2 separate regions of the Capra hircus genome follow, and region 2 is linked to region 1. A link is a contact called in public Hi-C data. All regions are on one chromosome and are shown on one strand. Each heading gives the region's core, a stretch centred on a gene start, on an enhancer-like site or on the middle of the called end of the contact. The rest is flanking DNA. Distances are from core to core; before and after follow the strand shown. Region 1 has its middle 13 kb from the start of PAX8. Region 2 has its middle 100 kb from the start of PAX8.

Evidence for each region. Hi-C and Micro-C count contacts between places; a contact is called where the count stands out from the background.
Region 2: a contact with region 1 is called in a Hi-C map of blood, with 1.7 times the contacts expected there. The contact joins two enhancer-like sites. A contact is called at or near these places in 2 of 5 Hi-C or Micro-C datasets (both in blood).

What each region holds. Positions count from the first base shown.
Region 1 is chr11:46,649,259-46,656,787 of ARS1.2, reverse strand. No RefSeq gene overlaps it. Among named protein-coding and RNA genes, the nearest start is that of PAX8, 13 kb to the right of the region's middle. Within about 2 kb of position 4,302, at least 1 of the 5 cell types and tissues checked has an H3K27ac peak or open chromatin away from gene starts, as enhancers often do.
Region 2 is chr11:46,739,312-46,746,322 of ARS1.2, reverse strand. No RefSeq gene overlaps it. Among named protein-coding and RNA genes, the nearest start is that of PAX8, 100 kb to the right of the region's middle. Within about 2 kb of position 3,587, at least 1 of the 5 cell types and tissues checked has an H3K27ac peak or open chromatin away from gene starts, as enhancers often do.

The DNA.
Region 1 (7,529 bases), core at 3,053-5,552:
TTAAAGATGGGGTCTGGAGAGAATAAGTGATAAGTAAATGCATTTACAATACCTGTTAACGGAGGAGTTCTTCTCTGGTAATGAGCACTTTGTGATTTTTTGTGGACAATTTTGAGCGTGATGTTGCAACTACGTTAAATACACATGCCCATGAGAAACCATGCAAGGCAAGCATTGTAATCCAGACACTTCTCCACCTAGCGGCTCCTGCCTGAATTACAGGCAGAGTCCGGCCAATGGGAAGAATCCTCAGAGGACAGTCCCGGGATCCCAGAAGGACACTCACGACCCCTTCACAGACCCAGACCAGCTTCTCCTGGACTTGTTTCTTCCTTTGCCTTAGTTCTCAGGGACTCAGTGTGTTTGTTGCCCCCTTTCCTTCCCTCAATCCACACTGTGTTCCCTGCCCTTTCCAGTAAAAGTAAGTCAGAACTAGGGGGTTAAAAATCAACAAACCTTGCGACTTTCTGCCAGTGGTGGTCCTGGCCTCTTAATTCTTTGAAATTCCTGGCTGGAATGAACAGTGGCACAGTGCGCACACAGATGTGAAGTGCAGGGACTGAGACCCTGTACCTGATGGACCTCTCTTCTTTGACTCTGAGAGATGGGTCTCATCAACCTCAACCACTGCCCTCTGGCCCGCAGCTCTCGTTTGTTCCAACTTCTCTCTCGGAGAGCCCGTGCTATTTCTCCCCCCAGGACAATTCCTTGACTCACCCAGAGATCCAGCCAAACTGCTGGGCTCAGAGGAACATCCCTGATGTCTCCAGGACAGCCTCTGGGAGGACTCCCTTAGGGAACTGGATCACAGTTACATTTAAAATGCCCAGAAAGAATTGATGTGTTAATTTACCAAATCTCCACATTAGAGCTAGAGGCAGGTTTAAAACTCAGAGAAGTCAACTGAGAATTTTTTTTTTTTAAGGAAGAATAAAAAAGTTCTATTTTTGTTCTAGCAATGATGATATCCTCCCTGCCTGCTGATGAAACACTCTTGGGGCCAAGTGTAGATTCTCAGAGCAGATAGAAGAGTAAAGTCTTAGTTATCCAGAGCTGAGTAACAAATTATCATGAACTTAACTACTTAGAGCAACAAATGTTTATTATCTCACACAGCTACTGAGGGTCAGGAATCTAGGAGCTCCCTAGCTGGGTAGTTCAGGTTCTGCGTTTCTTAGAGGTTATGGTCAAGCTGTCAAGCAAATCTGTGGTCATCTGAAGACTGGACTTGGGCTGGAAGGCTGACATCCAAGATGTCTCCCTTACATCCTTGTTGGTGGGGTGGTGGGGGGCGACGAGGGGAGCTGGGGTGTGGGGGAGAGGGGGTAGAATCAGTTCCTTGCCACAGCTTCCATTTCATCCTTGGCCTTCTCTTCTTGGGTAACATACCCCCTACCCTTTTCATTCATCCTCAGTGAGAATGGTTTAGAGTCTCTTTATGTTCTTCTGAACTCCTGTTTCTGTTTCCCACCTTCTTCCTTTGAACCTTGTGTTTGGAACTGAACCCAGGGACTTCCCTGGTGGTCCAGTGGTTAAGAATCTGCCTTGCAATGCAGGGGACCTGGGTTCCCTGGTCGGGGAACTAAGATCCCACTTGCTGCAGAGCAACTAAGCCCAGGAGCTGGAACTACTGAGCCCAAGCAGCACAACTAGAGAGTCTGTGCATCCCAATGAAAGATCCTATGTGATGCAACTAAGAGCCAAATAAAATAAATAAGTGAATATTTTTAAAAAATGAGAACTGAACCCATAACCCAGGGGCAATGTGACCCACAAGGAATGCGGAGGGAATATCAACACTAGCACCTTGGATGCCCTGTTACCACGGATGCCACCTGAGACTATAACTTCTCTGTCAGCCATGCTCCTCCTGCAAGTTGTGCCTAAACAGCTATCCTTTGAGGATCGTTCTTTTGCTTTGGGGTGACAGTGAGCTAACCGAATGGCCCAGTGTTTGCTCATAAGTCTGATGGGTCTTTGGATTGATATTGTCACATTCTTTTCAAGACAAACACGTGTTTTAATACATCTCTGAAGTCACTGTGCCTTAATTAGAGAAAAAACTCATTTAGGGTCATTTTAAGCAAGCTGTTCAAGTGTTCTTCGTCCAGGAAGCCAAAGCCTGGAGATATAAGGGTCTTGCCAAGTCTCCACTTGCCTTCCAGACAGTCTTCCATACTGACACCCAAGCCAGTCTCGGGAATTAGAAGGTCTGGGGCCAAGCCCTGGCTCCAACACTCATAGTTAGGGGCCCTTGGGTATGTTAGCTCATGAGCGCCTCACTTTGCTCATCTGTGAAACAGATCAATACTCACCGCATCTATTGTTTACCAGGGTGGTATGAGAAAGTGCCCTGTGGGTGTTAGTCATTGTCATCATTCATAGGAGCCTGCCCACCTCCCCTAATTCAGCAGGACACACATGGCAAGGGACATGGAGAAAAGGGGGTGGCTCACTGCACTCTGGGGTGCATGGCTGGGAAAATGCTAATGAAAGGCTTTTATCTTCCATGTGCTTCACCATCTGGTAGGGAGGAGGAATAAGGCATTAAAATTTTGCACAGAAAACACACCTCTAAAGGAAATCCTGAGCTTACCCTGCCCTCTCCTGGGCCTGGAATGGTGTTGACTGACTGTCTGGGTGATTCCAGAAGGCAAAGCAACCCCTCGGCCTCCCACTTCCAGAAGCTTATTAGGATAAAGTGAGTGGGAATATTGACTGACTTCCTCTGGAGCACTGCAAGGAGGAGCTGATGTGATGACAGCCCCCAGAGGGTCCCAGAAATATGACAGGTTTATTGGGACATGAGTCAGCGAATAGGGGGTTCTGAACATTTCTGCATTCTGGTGCATGCCTCCTTCCTCCTTTAACGTGTAAGCCTGAGGCTAATTCTAAGCTCATTCATTATTTAAGAGTGGGTATGTGCTCACTCGTGTCCGATTCTTTGCAAACCCATAGACTGTAGCCCGCAGGGCTCCTCTGCCTATGGGATTCTCCAAGCAAAAATATTGGAGTGGGTTGCCATTTCCTATTCCAGGGGAATCTTCACAACCCAGGGATACCACACCTCTTGAGTCTCCTGTATTGGGAGGCAGATTCTTTACCACTAGTGCCACCTGGGAAGCCCCATTCATTCATTCATTATTTGCTATATCTGACACTGTATGGAAGAAATCAGAGCAACCCCCAGTACCCCTTGCTATGTTCCCATCTCCTCGTTTGAGAAAATGAAAAGGGATTTGTAGAAAAGGAAGAGCTAGTTCACAGAACTCAGAAGGTGAATCTTCAGAATCAATCTGGGAAATGGGATAACAACTATTCTTTAAGTAAGGGGGCTGCTACACAGAGGAAGGTTGACCCATTTGTCTCCCTGGTCTTGAGACCTTAGGGCATCAAGAGAGGAAAGCTGGGTACAGGCCTGGTGATGGAGGAGACTCAGGTGAGCAGGGTGCTGAGAAAGCTGGTGGGAGATTATGAAGAAAACTCAGGTCTTGAGGAAGCCAGAGCCATGAGGCAGAGGAAAGTGTGGGGTCAGAAGCAAAGACCTCGAGTTAGAGTCTCCCTTGTCTGGGTCTTGTCTTCTCACTAGAGCAGGAGCACCTGGGAAGGAAGGGGTCTCGTCTTCCCAAGGTGGAGCCTGCTCTCCTCTTGAGTGAGAAATGATGGGCCTGGGCTTAAGCCATCTCCGTCACCTTGGTTAATTTGCCTGCTGGGTCTAAGCATCAGAATCATCTTCTTAATCCTAATCAGTAAGTGTCTGGCATTGACTAGCAGCTCAAGTCCTGTTTTTCTCTGAACTCCAGTGCCCTTCAGGTGGAGACCTCCTGCAGCTTGGGTAATCTCCAGTACAGTTCTGATCAGCGATCAGTTTCTTCCAGATAGGAGCTATGTGTCTGTGCCTGCATACTAAGTCTCACTCTCTGTCTCACTCTTTGGAGGAGGGCATGGCACCTCACTCCAGTATTCTTGCCTGGGGAATTCCTATGGACAGGGAAGCCTGGTTGGCTACCATGGTGTCCATGGGGTCTCAAAGATAGAAGCTTTGACCACAGGAACTCAGTCCAGGATCCAGCAAACACCTGCCTGCCTTGTGGATTCAATACATCGAGGATCAGGCCCGAGACTGCACAAGTGCAGAGGACCACGCCCCCTGGCTTCAGGGACTGAGGTGGACTGGGGCCATGCCAGCGGGAGCTTCGGAAGTTGAAGCCTTCTGCTTCTGCTTCCCCGGATCCGAGTCAGGCGGGGCGGCCAAGGGGCTAGAAAGCTGGCAGCTCCCCGCCCCCCACCCCTCCACCCTCTGTCTTGCCCGGAGCGGCGGGCAACAAATGGGGGCGGGGGCGGGGGTGGGGAGTCGGCTCTGCTTCGCCTTCCAGGGCGAAGCTCAAGGATGCTCCGTGAAGCTCCTGGCTTCTTATGATACTGAAGCTGCAAAAGGATAGGATCCCATGCAAATAAAGGCCAGTGTAGCGGAAGGCTAGTTACCTTTAATTAAAAGGAAGGCACCTGGAGTCCCAGCCAGTGGGAGGAACAGGGATCTAAAGCAAGTCTGCCAGCTGCTGGGGTGGTGGGGGTGGGGGGTTGGGAGAGGCGGAGCTGAGCCTAGCAAGGCTCACCCTTTGCTCCAGGCCCCTCTTTTCGTGTCCCCACTCTCCTCCCCAAGCAGAGGAGGGGCATCCTCACCTGGCCACCGCTGGGGCAAGGCACCGGGCATCTGGAGAAGAAGAGGGGCTTTTCTGTTCTTTGGAATAGTTCTGACTTTGTGCCCCTGGCCCAACACCCTGTACCCAGCTCCCAGACCCCAGAGTCAAAATTGTCTAGAGGAAATCATTGACCCCAAGTGACCAGGCAAGTGAGAAATAGAGTCATTCCCCCAGGATTGCCAGAGTCAGGGCCCTTCTGCTACCAGCTGGAAATTCCATGAGGCCAGGAGTAGCAACTACAGGCTTCCCTGGTGGCTCAGTGATAAAGAATCTGCCTGCAATGCAAGAGACTTGGGGTCAATCCCTGAGTCAGGAAGATCCCCTGGGGAAGGAAATGCCGACCCAGTGCAGTATTCTTGCCTGGAGAATCCCATGGACAGAAGAGCCTGGCAGGTTACAGTCCATGGGCAAGAGTCAGACATGATTTAGCAACTGCTGCTGCTGCTGCTAAGTCGCTTCAGTCGTGTCCGACTGTGTGCAAACCCATAGCCGGTAGCCCACCAGGTTCCCCCGTCCCTGGGATTCTCCAGTCAAGAACACTGGAGTGGGTTGCCATTTCCTTCTCCAGTGCATGAAGGTGACGAGTGAAAGTGAAGTCGCTCAGTGGTGTCCGACTCTTCTCGATCCCATGGACTGCAGCCTACCAGGCTCCTCCACCTATGGGATTTTCCAGGCAAGAGAGAGTACTGGAGTGGGTTGCCATTGCCTTCTCCAGATTTAGCAACTAAACAACAAAAAATAGCAATATCTATTGTATCATATATAGTATTACGTGTTGTTGTGTAGTAGGTACACATAGCAATACTAATAATACAGGTAATACTGACGAATATATTAAATGAAATAAATGGACAAGGTAGCCTTTATTTACTGTAAAGTTTGTATCAGTCTACAGTATTACCATGGCTTCTAGCGTTTCAAAGTACTTCCACACACGCCAGTTCATAAGAGCCAACCCAGTGAGATTAGTGAGGAAGATATCCTGAAGAACTTTGTACTGAAAATGAAAAACTATGGCTTAGAGACACTGAGTGTTTTTTGCTCAGGACACATTTCTAGGAAATATTCCTTTGCACTGGGACTAGAAAGCCAGTACACTTTCCATCTCCCACTTAGTCCTCATTTATAAAGTTGGGGACACCAAGGCCCAGCCAGGTCCTTGGCCTCCGCAAGGTCCCATAGCCTCGGTCTCAAGTCTAAGACCCTGTGTGTCTTAGTTGCTCAGTTGTGTTGATTCTTTGCCACCTCATGGGCTATAGCCCTCCAGGCTCCAGGCTGTGCATGGACCTGGCAGGAATTGTGCAGGCAAGAATACTGGAGTGGGTAGCCATTCCCTTCTCCAGGGGATCTTTCCAACCCAGGGATCAGACTTGGGTCTCCTGTATTGTAGGCAGACTCTTTACCATCTAAGCCACCAGGGAAGCCCAGCCTCCTGACTCTCAACCAATTCTCTCTCTCTCTTTTTCTTTTTCCTGTCCTACATAGAGGCAGATATTCTTTACATAACTTTCCAACCACACCCCCGACTCTCTCCTGGTCATTGTTTCTCTGTCACTCAGTCACAAGGGTGCTATCTGTGTCCAGATCGGAGCGGGATTTGAAATCCAAACTCCTTAGCAACTTTGAGTGCATGCTTCCTCTCTCTCCCATCAGCCCATCAAACACAGTCTGGGTCCTGGACCAACATCTCTGTTCTCTCTTGTCTGATCTGTCACCAGACAAACTTCTCCTGGGCCATTGGGAAGTTTTGAGAAGAGCCAAATCTGTCTTCCCTTTTGGGGGGACCCTAAGTCTGAGTCCTCCAGAAAACATAGGAAGGTAAGGGGGCTAGCACTTATATTCAATCTGTTTTTCATAGGACTGCAACCTATCACCACCAAACCCAGGGTGAAACTGAGAGTCAACAGGTGACCGTGACAATGTTTCCACCACCCCATCCCCATCATGCCTTCTCCACCTCTGACGCTCCCATCAGCCTGAAGGGAATTATGGTACCGCAGCCTCTCCGTGCCTGCAACCTGGACTCCTCCAAGTCTTTCTCACACTGCACCAGGAAGAACTTTCTAAAATAGGAGTCTGGCCACTCTTTCCCCACCTCCCCCACTAGAATCTGCTTAGACACGTCCCTTTGCTTTTTAGGATAAAGTCCAAATTCCTTATGGACTACTCTGATCCAACCCTGCACACTTTCCCAGTCCTATCCCTCAGCCCTCACCATACCTGTGCACAACCAGCTGCGCACACACACATATTCTATAATTACACTTCATTTATCACTTTAGGCTTCCCAGGTGGCACAGTGGTAAAGAATCCACCTACCAATGTAGGAGACACAGGTTTCATCCCTGGGTCAGGAAGATCCCCTGAGGAAGAAAATGGAAACCCACTTCATATTCTTGCCTGGAGAATTCCATGGACAGAGGAGTCTGGTGGGTTACAGTCCACGGCATTGCAAAAGATGTGAACACAATTGAGCAGCTGAGCATTCACGCTTTCTCACTATAGTGAGTTCGGTTCCCTAAGAGCACCTGCCAAACCCTCTTCCCTTGCCTCCAGTCTCTGGATCTGCACTTGCATTATTTTTTTCTGCTCATGTCAGACTATTCTACTTTCTCCTTTTCCTCTGTTTGGTTGGTTCTACCTTTTCCTTCAGGTCTCTGCTTACAGGTCCTTTTTGAACAGCTAAAATTTTGTGAGGTGCCCTCCAGATTTTTTGCTGCTTATAATTCCCACTCTCCACCCTACCCCATCACAGCAGGCAGCACACCTCCCTTCAGACCTGTCTGTTCATTCCATAGGACATGATTCTTGTTCTGGTCAGCACGA
Region 2 (7,011 bases), core at 2,338-4,837, 90 kb before region 1:
AGCGTGAAATGCATGTTTGGTGATGATAGTTGTAATATTGTGTTGCATAGTTTAAAGCTGTTAAGAGTAGATCTTAAAAGTTCTCATCACAAGAGAAAAAAATGTTCTGAAACTTTGTATAGTGATGGATGTTAACCAGACTTATTGTGATGATCATTTCACGATATATGCAAATATCAAATCATTTTGTTGTATACCTGAAACTAGTATATGTCAATCACACCTCAATTTGTAAAAAATAAAAGAATACCCAGGCCTCTGTAGCATGTTCTCGTCTCCTCCTTTCACACTCAGTCCAGGGGACTGATGGTCAGTTGTCTCAAAAACCCCACAGATCCTCTCAACCCTCACATTAACAGCCAGGATCTCACCGACCACCTTCAGCCAAGGCCAAGTTTCCCCAACACAGTAGTGGTTAGCTCTCATGGTGCATAGAATCACTAGAAAAGATTAGATGAAACACCCGCAGCTCTTCTGATGTAACTGCCCACGGGTTATACCGGGGCATCAGTGTTTTGTAAATTCCCCTCATGATCCAAACGTGCAGCTATACAGAGCGGCTCTCTTTACAGTTTGGGGGAGGGCAAACTGAGCATGGGCCTTTGTACTTGCTTGTTGAGTTCAGTGAAAAGACCAGGCAGGAGCACAAACAGCCTCACGTGGCATTGTAGGCGACGCCAGTCTTGCATCTGCGCTCAGCTGCGTCCGACTCTTTGCGACCCGATGGACGGCAGCCCGCCAGGCTCCTCTGCATTGCTAGGTGGATTCTTTTACCACTGAGCCACTAGGGAACCACCTGGAACACCAGAAGACATCAAATTCCACCACGTGGGGGCAGCACTTACCTGACCAATGGCAGTTCTACTTTACACTGAGAATATGCAGAGAGCCTGGAGAGGCTGTCAGCCATTAGGCCCTCTGGCTTTCCAAACTTTCAGATCTGTCTGAAGAACCTATACACAGTGAGGATCAGCCAATTTATAAGGAGGCTAAAACTTTACATTTTTCTTAATTGTTCTGTCTTTTTAATGAGCACATTAATATTCTTCTTATTAATATTCATATTTATTCAAAATATTGTTTAATAATAATAAACTGAAATTGTAAGGTCTTTTATTTTTTGTAAATCTTTGCCATGTTTGAGTAGACAAAAATGCATACATGAAACAACCGGCAACAAAGTGCTAAAACTTAGTAGTTCACCCAACTGAAAACGAACAGAGGGGAAAAAAATGAACAGAGCAATGTGGAAAGGGGGGAGAATGGCTTGGAGAAAGAGGACCTGCGTTTGAATCTTGCTTGGGTCTTCATCAGTCACTTAATCTCGAACTAAGTGTCTGCCATCAGCACACGACTGGGTGCTTCAGGAGTGTTTGTTGAACAAAAACATTTGTAAAGTGAGAATGATAATAATAATACTAGTTTCTGTGGTCGTGAGAATTAAGTCATGAATTCAAACAGGCTTTGAAATGCGATGATATATTGTGTGTCATTATTATTAGAGCTAACTGTGTGGTTGAATAATAAGAGAGCCTGGGAGTGGAACGGAGGATTCATTGTCCATCCAAGGTCCCAGGGAAGGCTTCCCAGTGATGGACAGGGGAGACAAAGTACTGAGCATCCTTCTCCATCACTACCAGGAAATCTGCATCCCAGAGATGCCCACCAGGGAGCAGGAAAATATTTGCCCTTACTAAGGTGGGAGATGTGTTCTTATTCAGGAGCAGAAACACGTTCCTCACGTCTACATCCTCTCACGCTGCTAAGGGTTGTTTTCCACCAAATGGATCTAATTGTATTTCTAGTAGGACCCCTTTCACCCCACCTTACAGATATTAGCATCCTCAGAAGAGAGGCTCTCGATCCATTCAGAATCTTATTATTGCCTCCATAATTATTATAGTTATGACTATGACAGTCATTCTAAGGAAAATTATCCAAATGGAGGAAGGCAGAGGAAGGCAGGGGCTGTGTGGCTCTGAGCAAAGTTAAAAGGCCAGCTAACAGAGAGAGATGTCCATGGCTGTCCTCCAGGGTAAGCTGGCTGTGAGCAGCAGGGGTGGAGAGTAACCACACTATGGTCTATAAAAGCCCTTTCCTCTCTTCCTTCCCAAGCATCATCCACCTCATTTTTTGTTTGAATATTTATTTATTTGGCTGTGCCTTGTCTTGGCGGCAGCATGCAGGATCTGCAATCTTTTTAGTTACAGCACGTGAATTCTTAGTTACCGTGTATGGGATCCAGGTCTCTGACCAGGGATCGAATCCAGGTCCCCTGCACTGGGAGTCTGGAGTCTCAGCCACTGGACCACCAGGGAAGTCCACGTCCACCCTCCTTTCCTCTCTGTCCCCTCTGAGATTGCCCTCACTCAGGTTCTCATCACCCTGTGCCCGGATCATTTCAATGCCCCTGTCACCCACCTCCCATGCTCTGGGATCCTGCTAATGAAACCCCAAAAGGGTCTTCCCCACATAGATAGTATCATGTCACTCCCTTATGCAAATTCAGTTCTCATTTATTAGAACATACGTGATGAAGTCTTCATCATGGCTTGAAAACCTTCATATCCCAGCTGTTACTTTATCCTATCAGCCCAGAGATGGACAGACAGACTCACAGTTCCTGCACGCACACCACCTGTTCACACCTTGTGGCCCCTGCTTCTCTTAGCCTGACAGTTTGAAAGTATCTCGTCATCTTTCCTTCAAAGCCCCGGCTCAGACTACCCCCTCCAAATATTTCCCAGTGTTGAGATTGTTTTCTCTTTCATCTCTCCTAGCATTTTATTTGAGTCCAGGATGCTCTGCCTTGGCTTTGAGCTACTAAGTTCATACTGTTGGTTGTTAGTCTTGTTTAGTCACTAGATCATGCCCAACTCTTTGAGATCCTGTGGATCTTGTCCTTTACTATTTCCCATCAAATATTAAAGCTCACAAGTTTGCTCAAGTTCATACTGTTAGTTCCTCCTAATTGACACTCTCTAGAGGTCGGGGTCTATGTCTGAGTCACCTCTGGTGCTAGTATTTTGCACCCGGAAATAGTCAGAGCTGAAAAAATGCCTGGTGAGTTTCAAATGTATTTCATCATCTTCCTTTGATTTGTTCTCACAAAGACCTTAGGAGGTAAGTCTGTGCGTGTAATGACCATAGGTGTTACACATGGGCAAACGGAGGTCAGACAACTTGACCCAGGCCAGACACCTAGTGATGGAATCATACATAGAACGAAGCTCCATATATAAAAGCAAGGGTGGAGCCAACCTGGGGGTTGCATCCCCTGGTGGGGAAATGCCCCCGATGGCTCCAATGAGTCATAATACTGTAAGCTAGTGATTAAGAGTCTAGATCCGGGGCTTCCCTGCTGGCTCAGTGGTAAAGAATCTGCCTGCCAATGCAGGAAACACAGATTCAGTCCCTGGTCTGGGAGGATCACACATGCTGTGGAGCAACTAAGCCCATGTACCACAATACCTGAGCCCATGCTCTAGAGCCCAGGAGCCACAACTACTGAGCTCACATGCTGCAACTGCTGAAACCCGTGCACCCTAGAGTCCATTCTCTGCAACAGGAGAAGCCACCACAATGAGCAGCCGGAGCACCACCACTAGAGAGTAGCCCCGCATCTCTGAAACTAGAGCAAAGCCCACGCAGCAATGAAGACCCAGCGTAGCCAACAAATCATGTGCTGTGTGTGTGCTTAGCTGCTCAGCTGTGTCTGACTCTCTCTGACCCCATGGACTGTAGCCCACCAGGCTCCTCTGTCCATGGGATTCTCCAGGCAAGAATACTGGAGTGGGTTGCCATGCCCTGTGCCAGGGGATCTTCCTGACCCAGGGATCTATCCCAGGTCTCTCACATTGCAGGTGGATTCTTTACCATCTGAGCCACCAAGGATGCCCAATAAATAATAAAGTTATTAAAAAAATAAAATGAAAGAATCCAGATCCTGTGTCTGGATCCTGGTCTCATCATTTCTATGTATACAATTCTGGGGATGTTTCTTGACCTCACTGATTCCTCATGTAACAGCAACCTCCTAAACTTGCAGATAAATTAGACAGCATCAAATATCTCACACTGAATCAGGTGCATCCTGATACACAGACAGAGCTTGGTTGTCATTAAGTCAGTACTAGGAGCACTGAAAAACACAGGACTCAGGTTTCTCTTTTGTGCCTGGGAATAGTGGTGAGGAGTCCAAAGTACCATCCCAGGAATGGGGAGGAGAAGGAGAGGCTGGAAAAACATCCCCTGGTCGTCTGAGCACATTCCCAAGATACCAGGCCACCCATCCGGCATTTCCCAAGCAACAAGTCACTGTCATTTCCTCCCCCATGCCCTGGGAAAGTGTGCAAATTGAGTTCATTCCATGAGCCACCGTCTCCTGTTCTCAGGCCCAGTCGTGACCCTTGCCAGCTATTTGATACTCAAAGAGCCAGGTATCCACCATATTGCATGCGGGCCCAGGCTGAACCCTAGGCGTGCAGGGGCTGAAAGCAGCTTGCTCAGCTAAAGTTAGAGATGGTGCGTGAATGAGATGCCGCCTTGCTCCCCTGAATCTTGAGCAGTAGTCACTGAATCCAGTCATCCAAACGGAAGGGAGAAGACAGGAAAAAAATGAGAAGATATAACAGTGACAGGGAATCAGGAGTTGCCTGAAAGTTAGCCTTCCTGGGTTCAAATTTCTATACCACTACTTCTTTTATTTTTTTAACTTTTTATTTTGTATTGAGGTATCACTGATGAACAATGTTATGATAGTTTCTGGTGTACAGCAAAGGGACTCCACCATGCATACACATGTATCCATTCTCCCCCAAGCTCCCGTCCCATCCAGACTGCCACATAACAGTGAGCAGAGTTCCCTGTGCTGCAGAGTAGGTCCTTGTTTGCACCATCACTTCTAACTGCACGGTGTTGGCATTTTGCAACTCATTTCCTTGGTTTCAAAAGCCTGCATCTGTATCAGGAAATGAGGTAATGATCGGCTTCCCTGGTGGACCAGTGGTTCAGAATCCACCTGCCAGCGCAGGGGCCATGGGCTCACTCCCTGGTCCGGGAAGATTCACATGCTGAAAGGCAACTAAGCCCCTGCACCTAAATTACTGAGCCCACTCACCATAATTACTGAAGTCTGCACACTGTAGAGCATCCAAGCTCCTTGACAAGAGAAACCAACACAGTAAGAAGCCTGTGCACAGCAACAAAGAGTAGCCCCTACTCGCTGCAACTAAAGTCTACACGCAGTGACAATGTCCAGCTCAGCCGAACATAAATAAGTAAATAACTTTCAAAAAGTGAGATCATAGGTGGTCCTATTGGTAAAGAACCCACCTGCCAATGCAGGAGACAGATGCGGTTTGATCCCTTTGTCAGACCCCCTGGAGGAGGGCATGGCAACCCACTCCTGTATTCTTGCCTGAAAAGTCCATGGACAGAAGATCCTGGTGGGCTATGGTCCATAGGGCAGCAAAGAGTCAGACACGACTGAAGTGACCTGGCATGCCACAAAGCACGCCACACGAATGCTTAGCACAACACCTTCAGCCGGACCAGTGCTCATCTGGATAACAAGGTTGTTGCTGATGTTAATCTGACCCTGACACAGACTGGTTGAACATTTTTATTCACATTTCAGAGTTGAGTAAGCTCTTCCTCGAGAAGTTAGGTGCCTTGCTTGAGGTCCCAGGGACAGTCCATAGTAGATCTTCTAACTCAATTTCCCCTCTGTTTCTACCCGGGACCCCAGCAAGGGATCCAGCTGCCTGAGGAGCTAGGACCAGAATGGGCATTCTTCTTGGGAAATGAGAGGACAAGAAAGCGCAAACCGAGAATCAACTGAGCCCAGCATTTAGGTAAAAAGCACTACGGATCATTACATGGGACCAGATAAAAGCATGTCTGCCGAGAAAGCCTCTCTCCTCTACTTGCCTAAATTGCCAACTTGTGCAACATTTAACCATTCTCTCCCTGCCAGATGTATACCTGAGGTAATGTAAGTCATGGAAAGTCTTACTACAACGGGCAGGTGTGAAGTTCCTTCTAGAAGGATCCAAAGTCTGTGCATATAAGCAGCAACGGAAGGAAGGCCTCAATCTTGCCCCCAGGGCCATTTCAGGATGGATTGAGCTGCAGAAAAAGACCACCTCTCTAGGACCTCCATGAGCTTCCCAGGTGACTCAGTGGTAAAATACCTGCCTACCAATACAAGGAGACACAGGAGATTTGGGTGCAATCACAGAGTCGGGAAGATTCCCTGGAGGAGGGCATGGCGACCCATTCCAGTGTTCTTGTCTGGGAAATCCCATGGACAGAGGAGCCTTGTGGGCTATAGTTCATGAGGTCACAAAGAGTCGGACCCAATTGAGAGACTGAACACGCAACACAAGCTAGGACCTCAATCTATGGATCATTATTTGATCCCAGGTGAAATCTGCTTGGTCGAAGCATCAGGGCAGTATCGATTGACCAGGAACTGCAAGAGGAGGGGGTGACCCCAAGAGTAACAAATGACTTGAGGGAGTCATGCATGGTGGCGTTCATCACCCTTTAGCTATTGTGGTGATGTCACTGGGAGCTCACCTTTGACTCGCCATTGCCCTGGTCCCAGCACCTATATGATGGCATGACAGGTAGTCCATAGATAGCTATCAGATGAACAAGTAGAAGCCACCATCATTCGAACTGAGCTTAGTTACACCCTCAAGCAGTATCTCTCTCCTTTGGTCCTCACGATAGCACTGAGAGTTCCCCTCGGCACACGCTGTTATCTAAGATTCATGGAGAATCTTCTGGAAGCATCAAGCTAATAAACAGAAGCACAAGAACTTCTGAGCATGATCACACGATCCTGTGAACTCTCTATGCTGCCACCCTTGGGCTGATGGGGAGGCAGGGGGATGGGGAGGGCTGCAGGCTGGTGCATTCTGGGACAGATGCCAGCTCTCTGCATCCTTCTCCTTCTTCTGCATGGGTTGCCAGAGGAACCAGAAGTTTCGGCCCCATGTGGCA